Regions from separate parts of the Hordeum vulgare genome. Here all the other regions are linked to region 2. The links are chromatin contacts, called in public Hi-C maps. All regions are on one chromosome and are shown on one strand. The core of a region is the stretch at or near the end of the contact, and the rest is flanking DNA. Distances in the headings are between cores, read along the strand shown. Region 1 holds the start of LOC123440349 (peroxidase 56-like). Region 2 holds the start of LOC123444596 (autophagy-related protein 18f-like). Region 3 has its middle 38 kb from the start of LOC123440349.

The links. A called contact is a pair of places that touch in the nucleus more often than the background predicts.
Region 1: a contact with region 2 is called in a Hi-C map of leaf, with 2.9 times the contacts expected there. The contact joins the promoter of LOC123440349 here to the promoter of LOC123444596 in region 2. A contact is called at or near these places in 4 of 6 Hi-C or Micro-C datasets (leaf and seedling) and 1 of 1 datasets of contacts at active chromatin or transcription factors (embryo).
Region 3: a Hi-C map of leaf shows a contact between it and region 2, with 4 times the contacts expected there. The contact joins the enhancer-like site here to the promoter of LOC123444596 in region 2. A contact is called at or near these places in 2 of 6 Hi-C or Micro-C datasets (leaf and seedling) and 1 of 1 datasets of contacts at active chromatin or transcription factors (embryo).

Annotation. Positions count from the first base shown.
Region 1 is chr3H:513,740,119-513,744,205 of MorexV3_pseudomolecules_assembly, reverse strand. LOC123440349 (peroxidase 56-like) reads left to right here and starts at 1,746. Exons shown (of 3, transcript XM_045116921.1): 1 at 1,746-2,408; 2 at 2,491-2,679; 3 at 2,774-3,625. The coding sequence starts at 2,178. The coding sequence ends at 3,361.
Region 2 is chr3H:513,409,153-513,413,659 of MorexV3_pseudomolecules_assembly, reverse strand. LOC123444596 (autophagy-related protein 18f-like) reads left to right here and starts at 2,898. Exons shown (of 8, transcript XM_045121377.1): 1 at 2,898-3,756. The coding sequence starts at 3,559.
Region 3 is chr3H:513,777,906-513,782,132 of MorexV3_pseudomolecules_assembly, reverse strand. No RefSeq gene overlaps it. Among protein-coding and RNA genes, the nearest start is that of LOC123440349, 38 kb to the right of the region's middle. Within about 2 kb of position 2,817, at least 3 of the 3 cell types and tissues checked have open chromatin away from gene starts, as enhancers often do. A contact at or near this core is called in leaf and seedling, where this site is marked.

The DNA.
Region 1 (4,087 bases), core at 497-2,996, 330 kb before region 2:
ATCGATTCAACGCAAAAAAATGAAAAGAAACCAATGCCTCACCGCTCTCACCCCTCATGCCCCGAACCCTATCCCTCACCTCTTGTTCTTTCCTCCCAGTCGCCACTCTCCCTCTCTCTCGCATCTGGAGACAATTTTCCTCCCAACGGATCACAACGGGTCACAAATCTAATGTGGCCTTCTTAAATACCCCAATTGAGCACTACCACGCCATGGAGACAATTTCCCTGCAAAAAAGTGCTACAAGGAAGACTGCAAGGTCTGCTAATGATGACCTTTCCATTGAAATAGAAGATGATGACAATAGTAAGGTGAACATGTCACCAAATGTTGGTGAGTCCTCAAATCCCAATGAACCAGCAAAAGTGAAGGCTAAGGTGGTGAAAATAAGGATGATCCGTTGATGACAACTCTTCAAGATGGGTTCAAACTTGTAGCTGCAGCTCTTGTGAAGTCTGGTGGAGATGATGATACTATACCTGATGACCTTTGGGAAGTTGTCTCCGACACTATTGGATTTGCTGAAGGATACCTTGCTCACTACTATGCCCATCTTGTGGACAATCCCAAGATAGCAAGAGCTTTCATGTCGCTCGGGGAGTCTAACCGGTTGATTTGGGTGGGTAGGTATGTGACAACGAACTTCACATGAAGCATTTATTCGTATGGACTAGCGTGAGATGATGAACTTTGCATTATGAACTTGTATTGAACTTCAATTAAGAGAGATTTTGGATGACTAGTATGTGAACCATATGTATGGATTGTAATGAACAATATTTCTTTTCGATGATGACCTTGTGATATTGTTGCATCTTATGATATTTGTATTGAAAATCTGTTACATAATGTTATATATTTGTTTGACTTGTGATCATATACTATTAAATTGCTTGTTCAAAATACAAAGAAAATGTTGCCAAAATTTTGAATTATATGTTGTCCAAATGTAGAGAGATATATGAGCATATTAGAAGTAATCTCACCATTCATATGGAGAGGTGAGTGGAATGAGATTCTTCTCATTTCATCTCCCAACCCAAACACATGGATAAAATCAACCCATGTCATTTTTTATGTCCAACCGAACACAAGAATGAAATCAACTCATGCATCCGGAATGGAACCATGACATTTCATGCCTTTTGATCCTCAAACCGAACACACCCTAATATAACCGGACGAGGCGTATGATTGGATGTTCATTGTGACACAACACGTGTGATGAATATCAGGGTCCATAAACTAAGGAACAAATCAAGTATGGTGGCCGACTGATTTTACAATCGGGTTCTGTTAAACACAGTACTTTGACCTTGACAAGTTCTAGCTTGCGTAAACGACGATGACCGGCAGGTGGAGTAGCTTACCACCAGGAAGCTTATGCCTGTGCACAGCCTGTCCTCCCCCGTGCTACACGCCAGCAATCCCTGGTCAGCACAGCCATCAGAGACCAGTTAAGACGTACTAGGCGCCTGAATATTTGTTCATTTGGTCAGCTCATTTCCCATTACATGCTTGCATGTCTCTACAAATGCATCGGTCGGTTCATTTTGTCAGCTAATATTACCTTCACAGAGTAGTAATCCGTACTGGCGTGTTCACAAATGTGAGGCTCTGCTCGTCTGGTAGTCGGCCGAGGTGTGTGAACAGCGCGCGTTGACAAGTGCAAAAGCCAAAAGCCCCCATCCCACGACCGCCGTCCAGACGGGGAGCCTATCTGCTCGGCGCACTCGCGCCGCCTGGTCCAGTCCAGTCTCATGTGCCGCGTGAAACGAGGGGGATTTTTGTTCCGTTCTGCTTGCATATTCCCCGCCTTTGCGCGTAGCCTCCACCACCCCGTTCCCATTCCCGTTCCCAGCCAGCCAGCCAGCCAGACAGCCATTGTCTGCCTCAGTTTTTAACTAACTTGCGAATTCCGAGCTTCTCGACAGCGATCTTCAACCTACCCGTGCCTCTCCAACTCTTTCTTTTTCCTCGCCATTCCGGGTGTTTTCAATTCATGCGCGGGCGGTCGACGCCGGCCAGCAAATTTAATCTTCTTCCCCTACCGCGAGTTCCCTGCTGACCCCGAAACCGAGATAGTTTCAACGTTTCTTGGCCTTGGGCTGCTTCCCCTCGCCACGACCAAGCAACCTCGTCCACGACCTGCGGCTCTTCTCCTCCGGTCCGGCCGGATGGCATTGGACGTGCTCCTCAGGCTGCTGGTCCTCGCGGCCGTCGTGAGCGCCATGCTGGTGCCGGGCCACGCAGATCCCGCCGGCGCCGGGCTCGCCGTCGGGTTCTACGACAAGACTTGCCCGGCCGCGGAGGAGCTGGTGCTCGAGGAGATGCGGCACATCGTCCACGAGGACAGGACCCTCGGCCCGGCGCTGCTCCGGCTTCTCTTCCACGACTGCTTCGTCAGGGTGCGTCCTGCGCTGCTTTTCCTTGCCGTGCCCGAGCTGTGTAAATGTGTTTCGCTTAACCGGCCGGATGCGTGATCTGCAGGGGTGCGACGGGTCGATCATGCTGAAATCGAGGAGCAAGAAGGGGGAGAGAGACGCCATGCCGATGAGCTACAGCCTCCGCGGCTTCGACGAGGTCGAGAGGATCAAGGCCAAGCTGGAGGACGAGTGCCCGCTCACCGTGTCGTGCGCAGACATCATCATCATGGCCGCGCGGGACGCCGTGTACCTGGTAATTTAACAATCCCCCACTTTCATCGGCTCCATGGATTTTGTGACGCTTTGCTTCTAGTTCTAGCTGACCAAACACCGCCTCCTTGTTCCAGACCAACGGGCCACGGTTCCCGGTGGAGACCGGACGCCGGGACGGCAAGGTGTCGACATGCTACGACGCCGAGAACGACCTGGCGCCGCCGAACGCCAACATTGTGGACCTAAAGACCTACTTCAGCGTGAAGAACCTGTCGTGGAAGGACCTCGTGGTGCTGTCAGGGAGCCACACGATCGGGAGGGCGCAGTGCGCCGCGTTCGCGCCGGACCGGCTCTACAACAACAGCGGCAAAGGGGTGCAGGACCCGACGCTGGACAAGGCGTACGCCCCGGAGCTGCGGGAGAGGTGCGAGCCAGGCAACAAGAAGGACGAAACGCTGGTGGACATGGACCCCAAGAGCCCCTACGAGTTCGACCTCAGCTACTACCGGGACTTGTACAGCAACAGGGCCCTGTTCGTCTCCGACCAGGCGCTGCTCGACGACAAGTGGACGAGAGACTACGTGGCGAGGATGGCGGCGGCGGAGTCGACGGAGGAGTACTTCAGGGACTACGCCGCCGCCATGATCAACATGGGCAGGATGGAGGTGCTCACCGGAGCCGACGGGGAGATCAGGAAAATCTGCAGCGCGTACGTTGACTAATCGAGCCGGCGGTTGGTCGATGCGAGTTGGTGCAAGTGCCTCCATCGGTCGTCATGTGGACGGGGTCACGACGGCCGGCGTGGCCGCCAGCCGCAAGGCACTTGCATTATTCTAGGGGTGGTTAGAGAATTGACACCGCCACGCGGCGAATCTTCCTGTGTTTGTATGTAAAAAGTCGTCTCTTTGTTCTTTACACCGAATGCCCTTTGAGATTTAGCGAGCTGTAATTATATTTTTTTTGAGTCAATTACACTGGTCGTGTTAGAACTGGACGCAAAGGATCAATTTGGTGATAGAAGTTGTAGCATATATAGAACAAGTGCAATAACTTGGCTCAAATGTACAAATACGATGCAAATCCTGATTATGTACATCCAAACCGCTGACTAGGCATGCCAGCGTGGCGTGGGATCCGTCGTCAATGACTCGATGGCAAGGAGGCGACATGTGACCAGTATTTTACGAAAATCACCTTGAGTTTTTTTAAATCACAAAAAGGCTCCTGATGTTCTTTGGTGCGGTCGAATCTCATTTACTTTTTTGAATTTATTAAGAAAAATAGTGCTCCGCGCCACGAACCAGCGACCTCTAACTAGCATATAGATGGTCCTAGCCACCCCACCTGTAATGCATTCATTCAACATTCGTTCAACATTTAAAATACTATATATAAAGAACTACAATGTTTTTATAATAACAAATATGAATATTCGTAATTTATAATTT
Region 2 (4,507 bases), core at 1,649-4,148:
TACCGACGATTGAATCTCGGGCAAGTAACATATCGATAGACAAAGGGAATAGTATACGAGATTGATTGAATCCTTGACATCGTGGTTCGACCGATAGAGATCTTCGTAGAATATTTAGGAGCCAATATGGACATCCAGGTCCCGCTATTGGTTATTGGTCGGAGAGTGTCTCGGTCATGTCTACATAGTTCTCGAACCCGCAGGGTCTGCACACTTAAGGTTTTGTGACGATTTGGTATTAATGAGTTATGTGTGATAGTAACCAAAAGTTCTTAGCAGTCCCGGATGAGATCTCGTACGTCATGAGGAGCTCCGAAATGGTCCGGAGGTAAGGATATATATGGGAAGTCATATTTTGGCTACCGGTAAAGTTTCGGGTTTTTCCAGTATTGTATCGGGAAGCTTCTAGAAGGTTCTGAAAACTTCCGGAGGAGCCCGAAAGTCCATCAAGGGTTCCACCATGTCCCAAGGGTTTGCATGGGCTCAGGGGATATGTCGTGGCCTTATTGGGCCAAACGCGCAAGTCCCTCAAGACCCATGCAATTGGGAAAGGTGGAAAGTCCACCTTTGTATGGAAGGGAAGGAAGGGGACTAGGATTCCACCTCCTCCCCCTTGTGTGCGCCCTGGGGCTTGGAGGGGATGTTTCCCATGCCCCTCCACCTATATATAGAGAGGAGGGGCGCCCCAAGAGCACACATGAAGCCCTTGGCGCCCCTCTCTCTCCCTATATCGTCTTCTCCTCCGTTTGTGGTTTTGGTAGCACTAGGCGTAGCCCCTGCCGGGATAGCACCACCATAACCTCCACCACACCGCCGTGCTAGAGAACTCATCTACCTCTCCGCCCCTCTTGTTGGATCAAGAAGGCGGAGATTGTCATCGAGTTGTACGTGTGTTGAATGCGGAGGTGCCGTTTGTTCGATGCTTGATCGGGAGTTCATGGCACGGATCGTGATTGGATCACGAAGACGTACCACTACATCAATTGTGTTATTTAACGCTCCCGCTTAGCAATCTACAAGGGTATGTGGATACAATATCTTCTCTCGTAAATGCTCATCACCATGGATAGATCTTGTATGCGCGTAGGAAATTTTTTGTTTCTCATGCAACATTCCCTAACGTTTCCCATGGATAGGTCACCATTGTTTTTTCATTATTCTGTGCATGCAAGCACCACATCATTAATTCATACATTTTACTCTTAAGTTATTTTTTACATTATATTTTGTATTGACAATATATGTATTGGTCCCATGTACCATACATATATAGTTCACATTCCCGCAAAAAATACATATATAGTTCACATTCACATTTTTAATAAAAATGACATTATTTTTACTGTATTTTTTATTTTTTATACTTTTTATATAGTCTTTTATTTATAAGCTCACATTAGATGTTTTTGCCAATTTTCATAATTCTTTTAGCAAGTTTTCCGTAGTAACTCGTTGGAGCATCATGTAGTAGTTAAAACAAGGGGCACCGTTCTGCGCCGGCGCACCGGCGCGAACGCTTCGGCCGGTCGGGCAGCAGCCGTTCGGTCTGAGCTCCAATAACCGTCAGATATGACATCTCGTCTGCTCTGCACCGGCGCACCATCTCGCGCACCTCCGACCCCCTCCCGCACAAGCACCCCATCCTCTCCCACGTCGTCACGGATCGTCGCAGCACCCCATGCCCTCTCCCCCGTCGTCACGGATCGTCGCAACACCCCCATGCCCTCTCCCCCCGTCGCTCGTCGCTCGTGCGTGCACAGACTTGCCCCCCCCCCCCCCCGGAACTTCGGTTGAAGTTTTTTTCACTTTGGTTGAAACTTTTTCCATGTTGTTTGAAGCTTTTTTCACAATGGTTGAAGCTATTTTCGTTGCTGGTTGTAGCAAAAATGACAGGCTTTTTCCTCGTCGGTCTGTGGTTGAAGCTTTTCAAACATATGGTTGAAGCTTTTGTGTTAACGATGGCAGCCTTTTGTGTTTCGTTGTCGCTGGTTGAACTTTTTATATCGTCGGTTCAAGATTTTTTCATCACCGGTTGCAGCTTCTGCGGTTGCGTGGTGGGTGGCCCTTGATTCCCGTCGTCTCTCGTTGAAGCTTTCGACAATGCCGGTTGTAGCATTTTCGATAGCCGGTTGAAGCTTTTTTCATCGACGGTTGCAACGTCGTCGTCTTTGTCATAGTTTTTCGTCTCCAACACCGATGGCATCCAATGCGACTCCATGACGGCCGGCGGACGAGATCCGACAGAGAAGGCACGCCGGCTTGAAGGAACAACGCGGGACTCCCCGGAGGCGCTCGTCAAAAACCGCGCGAGCGGCGGAGAGCTTGAAACACTGTCGGGATCCGCCGCCATCGCCGCTTGACGTTGCTCGTCGTCGTCGCTCGACGTCACTGCTAGTCGCCCCCTCGCCGTGCTGCTTGCCGGCTGCAACACCGATGAATGCGAAGTCGAAGAGGGAAAAAACGGAAATGGTGGGCCAACGAAAACTGATGCGCGATGAGGAAGTATCACACGGCCCGCGTAAGTACGGCACAACGGTTCGGCCGGAGCCCGGATAGAAACGTTTCCCTAAAACAAAACCCGATCCAGACGCATACTCATGACAGACCTGGCAATCGACGGAGGAGAAAAGAGCCCACGTAGCGCGGTGAATCGACTCACCGAACCCGACCGACCGCGCCAGGCAGATCCGACGCGAGGGAGAGGAGAGGACCACACGAGAGAGAGAGAGAGAGCTGGGAAACGTAGCCGGCGAGGCAACGACGCGAACGTAGTCGGGTAGGCGAGATAATCGATCCCCGTTGCTCCTCGTTAACCACCTTGGCCGCCTCGTCTTCGCTTTCTTGCCGCATCAAAACTCCACACGAAGCCAAGCAAAACTAGGGAACACCAACCGGCTTCCGTATTATTTTTTCCTCCGATTCGAAAACTCAGAGCAGCAACCGACTTTTTTTTAAGAGAGGAGAATATTACTACTCCTCCTCCTCCTGCTTCCCTAATGCTACCTCCTCCAATTCCAATCCCAATTCCATAGAGTATTTCAACCTAATCATCAATCCCATCTCCGGGGCCCCGTCTGCTTCCCCTTCCCTTTCCCACACGGCCAAGGAAAAAAAAGAAGAGGGCTCATCAAAACCGCAAACCCTCGCTTTCTCCGATCGAATTGCTCGCAGCCCGACCACCACCAGTTCGCCGGCCTCCCCACCACCAGTCCCCGCCTCCCCATCCAGCCCTCTCGCACCCCCGCACGCCCGCGCCGGTTCCCCTCCCACGCCCCCGACCTCCGAGCTCGCCCGCGGCCATGTCGCTCACCTGAGGATACGGTTGGTGGGCTGTTTCTTGCAAGAGCCTCCTCCGAGCCCCAAGAGAAACAGCCCGGGGGGACCTCACCTGCCGATTCGATCGCCGCAGCACCGCCGCCCAAGCCAAGCAGGCGTTTCCGTCTAGGTTTGGTTTAGCTTGCAGGCCAAGGCTCTGTTTCGCATCTGAGGAAGAGGAGGAGTGGTGGCGGTAGCGTGCACGAGTCCCTGGTTGGGCTTGGCTTGGCTTGGCTTGGCTTGATGCGGAACGGCGCGCAGGCTCCTCGCGGCGGCACCGGCGGCGGGGGCGGGGGCGGGCTCTTCTCCGCGCGCTCGCTCTCCAGCTACATGCGCATCGTGTCCTCGGGGGCGTCCACGGCCGCCTCCACGCTGCGCTCCGCCGGCGCCTCGCTGGTCAACTCGATCGCCAGCCACGACGACGATGCGGGCCGCGACCAGGTTCCGGCCCCCGACCTCTTACGATCCTCTTCTTTCTTTTTGAATTTTTCCGCTGGCTGCCGGTCGTTCTTCAAGCATAGCAACTGTTAGTTATTAGATTGCTAATAATTGTGCGCTAGTATGCACGATTTTGGATGTTCCACGTGTGCAGTAATAATGGTAACCGATGCAAAACCGAGCAAAAAATTAATTGGGGCCGGAAGGAACTGCCAATTTTGTTCCCCCACCAGAGTTGCACAACCGTATGTGGCAATTCTGGTATTTATTGTTAGCGTCGACTCATTTATGCTCGGCACCATATACCCAACTGCTCATGTTTGCATACTGTACTGCTCTTTTGGCATGTTATTGTAGTAGCTATTATCTAGCAGAAATGCAAAGTGTCTGATGGTTAGAATGTGTTGTTTTCAAGACAAGCCGCAGATGTGGAATCATAAGAGTTATCATGATTCATGAATGTACAAGCTTAGCTTTGAGTTCTGGTTGCAATTATCTGGATCCGAAATGTTCCTGTTGGGCCAGGTCAGGACACTATGACAATGCCTATTATAAACCATTCCTAGTCTGTGAAAAGTTGTAATGACACGTTCATTATGCACAGTGAATATACTAAAGGATATGGGAGTGTGAGTTATATTCTGATTTCTTAACCTTTTGACATCGTAAGGGCTAATCCAAAAATTTGCTTTGTCATTAACCTTGAATATCATCATATTACGTATTAAAACATACGTTATGTCAAGAAAAAAGT
Region 3 (4,227 bases), core at 1,568-4,067, 370 kb before region 2:
TATGAGAGGACAAAAGATACACCGGAGGCACGGGAGGACCAACAACGTATGCACGAAAAAGATGGCATGCATCCAAAGCAGTATCAAGGTCCTGCCAACTATGCTCTTACCAAATAAGAGAAATAAATATTCTTTGAATTCCTTCTCAGTATGATGGTCCCGTCTGGCTACTCGTCGAATATAAAGGGAATAATAAATATGGCAGAGAAAAAAATCCATAACCTAAAATCTCATGACTGCCACGTGATTATGACGTAATTGCTTCCGGTTGCATTGAGGGGGCTTCTACCGGAAAACGTGTGACCATCCATTGTGAAACTATGTGCATTCCTCACTTCAATCTCTCAGAAGGTAATCGACCGAGAAATCCTACCAAGCTTACATAATGAATTGGTGCAATGTCTTGTCAGTTTCAAGTTGGTGTTCCCACCATCCTTCTTCAATATCATGACACACGTCCAAGTTCACCTAGTCAAAGAGATTGCCATTCTGGGTCATGTATTTTTACACAATATGTTCCCCTTCAAGAGTTTCATGGGAGTCTTAAAGAAATATGTTCACAACCGTGCTAGGCTAGAGGGGAGCATCTCCAAGGGCCATGAAACATAGGAGGTCATTGAGTTTTGTGTTGACTTTATTCCTGATCTTAAGCTGATTGGTTTTCCTGAATCACGACATGAGGGAAGACTGGGTGGAAAAGGCATGCTAGGAAAGGATTTAGTAATATGTAGGGATGGGCATTCTCGGGCGCAAGCACACTACATAGCTCTACACTATTCCACCTTGGTGACTCCGTATATCGAGGAACACATGGATATTGTACGATCCAAGAACCCGGAGCAGTCTGATCCCTAGATCAAACATACACACATGGCGTCATTCGGCGGTTGGTTGCAAACACCTCTCATGATGACCCTCAAGTTGGAGATGACATGTACTTGCTGGCCAAGTCACCATCTTCGACTATATTGACTTTCAAAGGGTACGAGATTAATGGGAATACATTTTACACGATCACCCAAGATAACAATAGCACCAACCAAAATAGTGGTGTCCGCTTTGATGCAGCAAACACCAACAATAGGCCAAAGGACACATGTTATGGTTACATAGAGGAGATATGGGAACTTGACTACGGAAACAATTTGAAGGTCCTTTGTTTCGGTGCAAATGGATCAATCTGAAAGGAGGTGGGGTAAAGGAAGACCCGCGGTACGGAATGACAACAGTGGATCTCAACAATCTTGGGCACACAAATGAACCATTCGTCCTAGCAAATGATGTGGCGCGGGTTTTCTATGTGAAGGACATGTCTACCAAGGCGAGAAAAAGAAAAGATAAGGAAGCAAATACATCATACAGTCCCGGGACACACAGTCCCTACCGTATTCTCCTTGAGATAACGACACAGATTCCTCGCCCAACACTCGTGGTAAGTCTTCAGGGCAGTCTTCCAAACCCTCACAAACCCGGTCACCCAGCGATCCACAATTGACTGCTGGATGCTCTAGATCATGACGCCTAACCGTTTGGAGGATGCACAGTCCTCAAAGGTAACAAGCGCCGGCTTCACACAGGAACAAGTTCTTCACTGATGCTCAATCACTTTGGTTTTGGTTTTGGTGTTTGGGTTATTTCCTCACTTGATGATTTTTTCTCAAAGTCCTCGAGGAATTGGGTTGCTCTAAATGACAAGTGTGAGTTTCTCTCGGAGCAGCCAACGAGCTAGTGGTTGTGGGGGCGGCTATTTATAGCCTGGGAGCATCCCGACATGATTTGACATTAATGCCCTTAATGACATGACTGTTGGGTGGATAAGATTTGGGACACGTGGCGCGCGACGCGGCAACGGTCGGAAGTTTCAACTGTGAAAGTCCTCATGTCTCTCATGTTCCTCACTTTGAGGATCAGGTAGGTGTAGGTTTGAGTTAAGCATCATGAGGAAATTCTTTCTTTAGTTTTACCTCGACCCGCTTTAACAGTATGGTGTTCCTATGGCTCAAGAATGAAGAAAATGAAACAAAAATAGTAAATCTTCAAGCTTCAAAGACAATAGAGTATTTTCCTGGGGACACACCGAATTCCTCATCTTCAATGTCTTCATCAGGAATATCAATTTCTTCGCAATTTCTCCGCGATCAAAGTCTTCACCCGAAGACATACATTTTTAGGGGTCGATATTCATCGAATAACTCAAACTCTTTAGCAATTTATAGAGCCTGTGTACACTCACAAACGTATCGGTCTCTTATCCTATAAGTCTTCAATCCACCAATATCACTAAGGGGCACGAGATGCACTTACATAAATATTTCCTATATGAAAATTTCTATCACACTAGCATAAACATGCATTCATTTATCATAGCTAGCAATTCCTGAGATCATGACAAATCAGGGTTCAAGATGTTTGCCTTGAGTATGCAGAAGGGTAGGGTGCACTCCAAAACTTTTGAAAGTTTAATCTCCCCACCATTTCCTGTTTTTGAAAATATTGAAATTAACATACAATTCCTACACAATGCAGAAAAGTTGTTTTGAAAATTTTGAAATAATTACTAAATTAAACTAGAGGAAATTTAAAGAAGGTGAGAAATAGAATCAAATCTTTTGGAGTTATGGTTTAAAAACTAGAGTCAGTCAAACTTAGGGTCAAAACTGTTTTAAAAATAAATCAGGGAAAAGGAAAACGGTTCAGCGTGAATACGCTTTTATCAGGGAAAAACGTACTTCATAGAATACGCCTCCATTCCGGACGAATTAGTATGACCTCTGTCTCACTAACCGTGGGTTCGTGGGTCCACCAGTCAGGTCTGACTGGTCGCCCGCGTCCCTTTTCCTCGCGGCTGGACAAAGGCGGGGCTCCTGCGACCCTCGCCCGCGGACGGTGGCAGATCGTGAGGATTTGAGGGCACCTTTTTTCTTTTTTTTTTTAGGGAAATTTGAGGCCACCTATGCGATCAGAGGATCCGAGCGAGCCTGCCAAGGTGGGGAGCCCAATGTTGCCTGCAATGCGTTCTCCGATGGACGGTGGTTACGGGAAGGTATAGGGCTTCCGGTGGTGGGCTCTTTCAGATGAAATTGCAGAGGGGAACGGCTTTCCCTGACCACGGGGAGACTACTAGTACTAGCGAGGATAGCGTGGCGAAAGGGGTCTTGGTTTCGTTGGATTTAACCAGATGATGTGGCGGACGTCTCGGTCGGAAGTGACGGAGCTCCTGTGAGTCACCCGGCATTTGGGTACCCTAACCCGCTACCTGAACCAAAACCGAACCGAATTACCTAAATTGTCGGGTAATACGGGTATCGAGTTAGGCTTCGGTTCTCATTTCCTGATTATTCAGTTTTCGGGTTAGGGTTCGGGTTCTAGTTCAGAAAACCCGAAATACCCATACTACTCGAATTATTCATACTAGCAAATATGTATGTGCGTTGCAACGGGAGACAAAAATATTACATTATAGCCAAATAAGTATGGTTCAATACCACGACATATGAGCATCCTTTATTTTTTTACTTAACACGGTGGCGCATCATGTTACCATTTATCTTTTCTTCCATTCTCATTAATGATGGTCGTGGTGCTCATGTGATTAAATTTTGTTGATTGATGTCCACTCTTTTTTTTGAAATGTATGGGCAGTTTTTTACTCAGTCTATGAATTTTTTTTAATGGAGAATAAATTTTGAAATTTGAGATATTTTTAGTTTTTCTCAACGTTGTTTTTACTTCATAGACATTTTCTTCGAATTCACTGATATGTTTTGAATAAATGGTCATTTTTAAAATCATGAACATTTTATATTTGTTGAATATATTTTTCAAAATTGTGAATCATTTTATAACATCAGTTTTTAAAAATCATCAGTTTTTTAAACCGTGAACGTCTTATTATTTCCTGAACCTATGTTTCAGTTCCAAACATTCTATGGTTTCATGAACAATTTTTTTCAAAACTCAAAAAATTGGATTTTTGAAAAATCATGAATTAATTTAAAGAAGGACAAAATAAATTGAAATAATAAAACATGGCGTGTTTGCCGCTATAAAAAGAGAAAATCCGTGTTCATGTGATCAAATTTTGTCGATTGATGTAAACTTATATTTTTTCTAAAATGCATGGACAGTTTTTTATTCAGTGAACGTTTTTTGAAACGATGATTTTTTTGTAAATGGGGAACAAATTTGGGTATTCGATTTTTGAAAATTAATAGACATTGTGTGAAT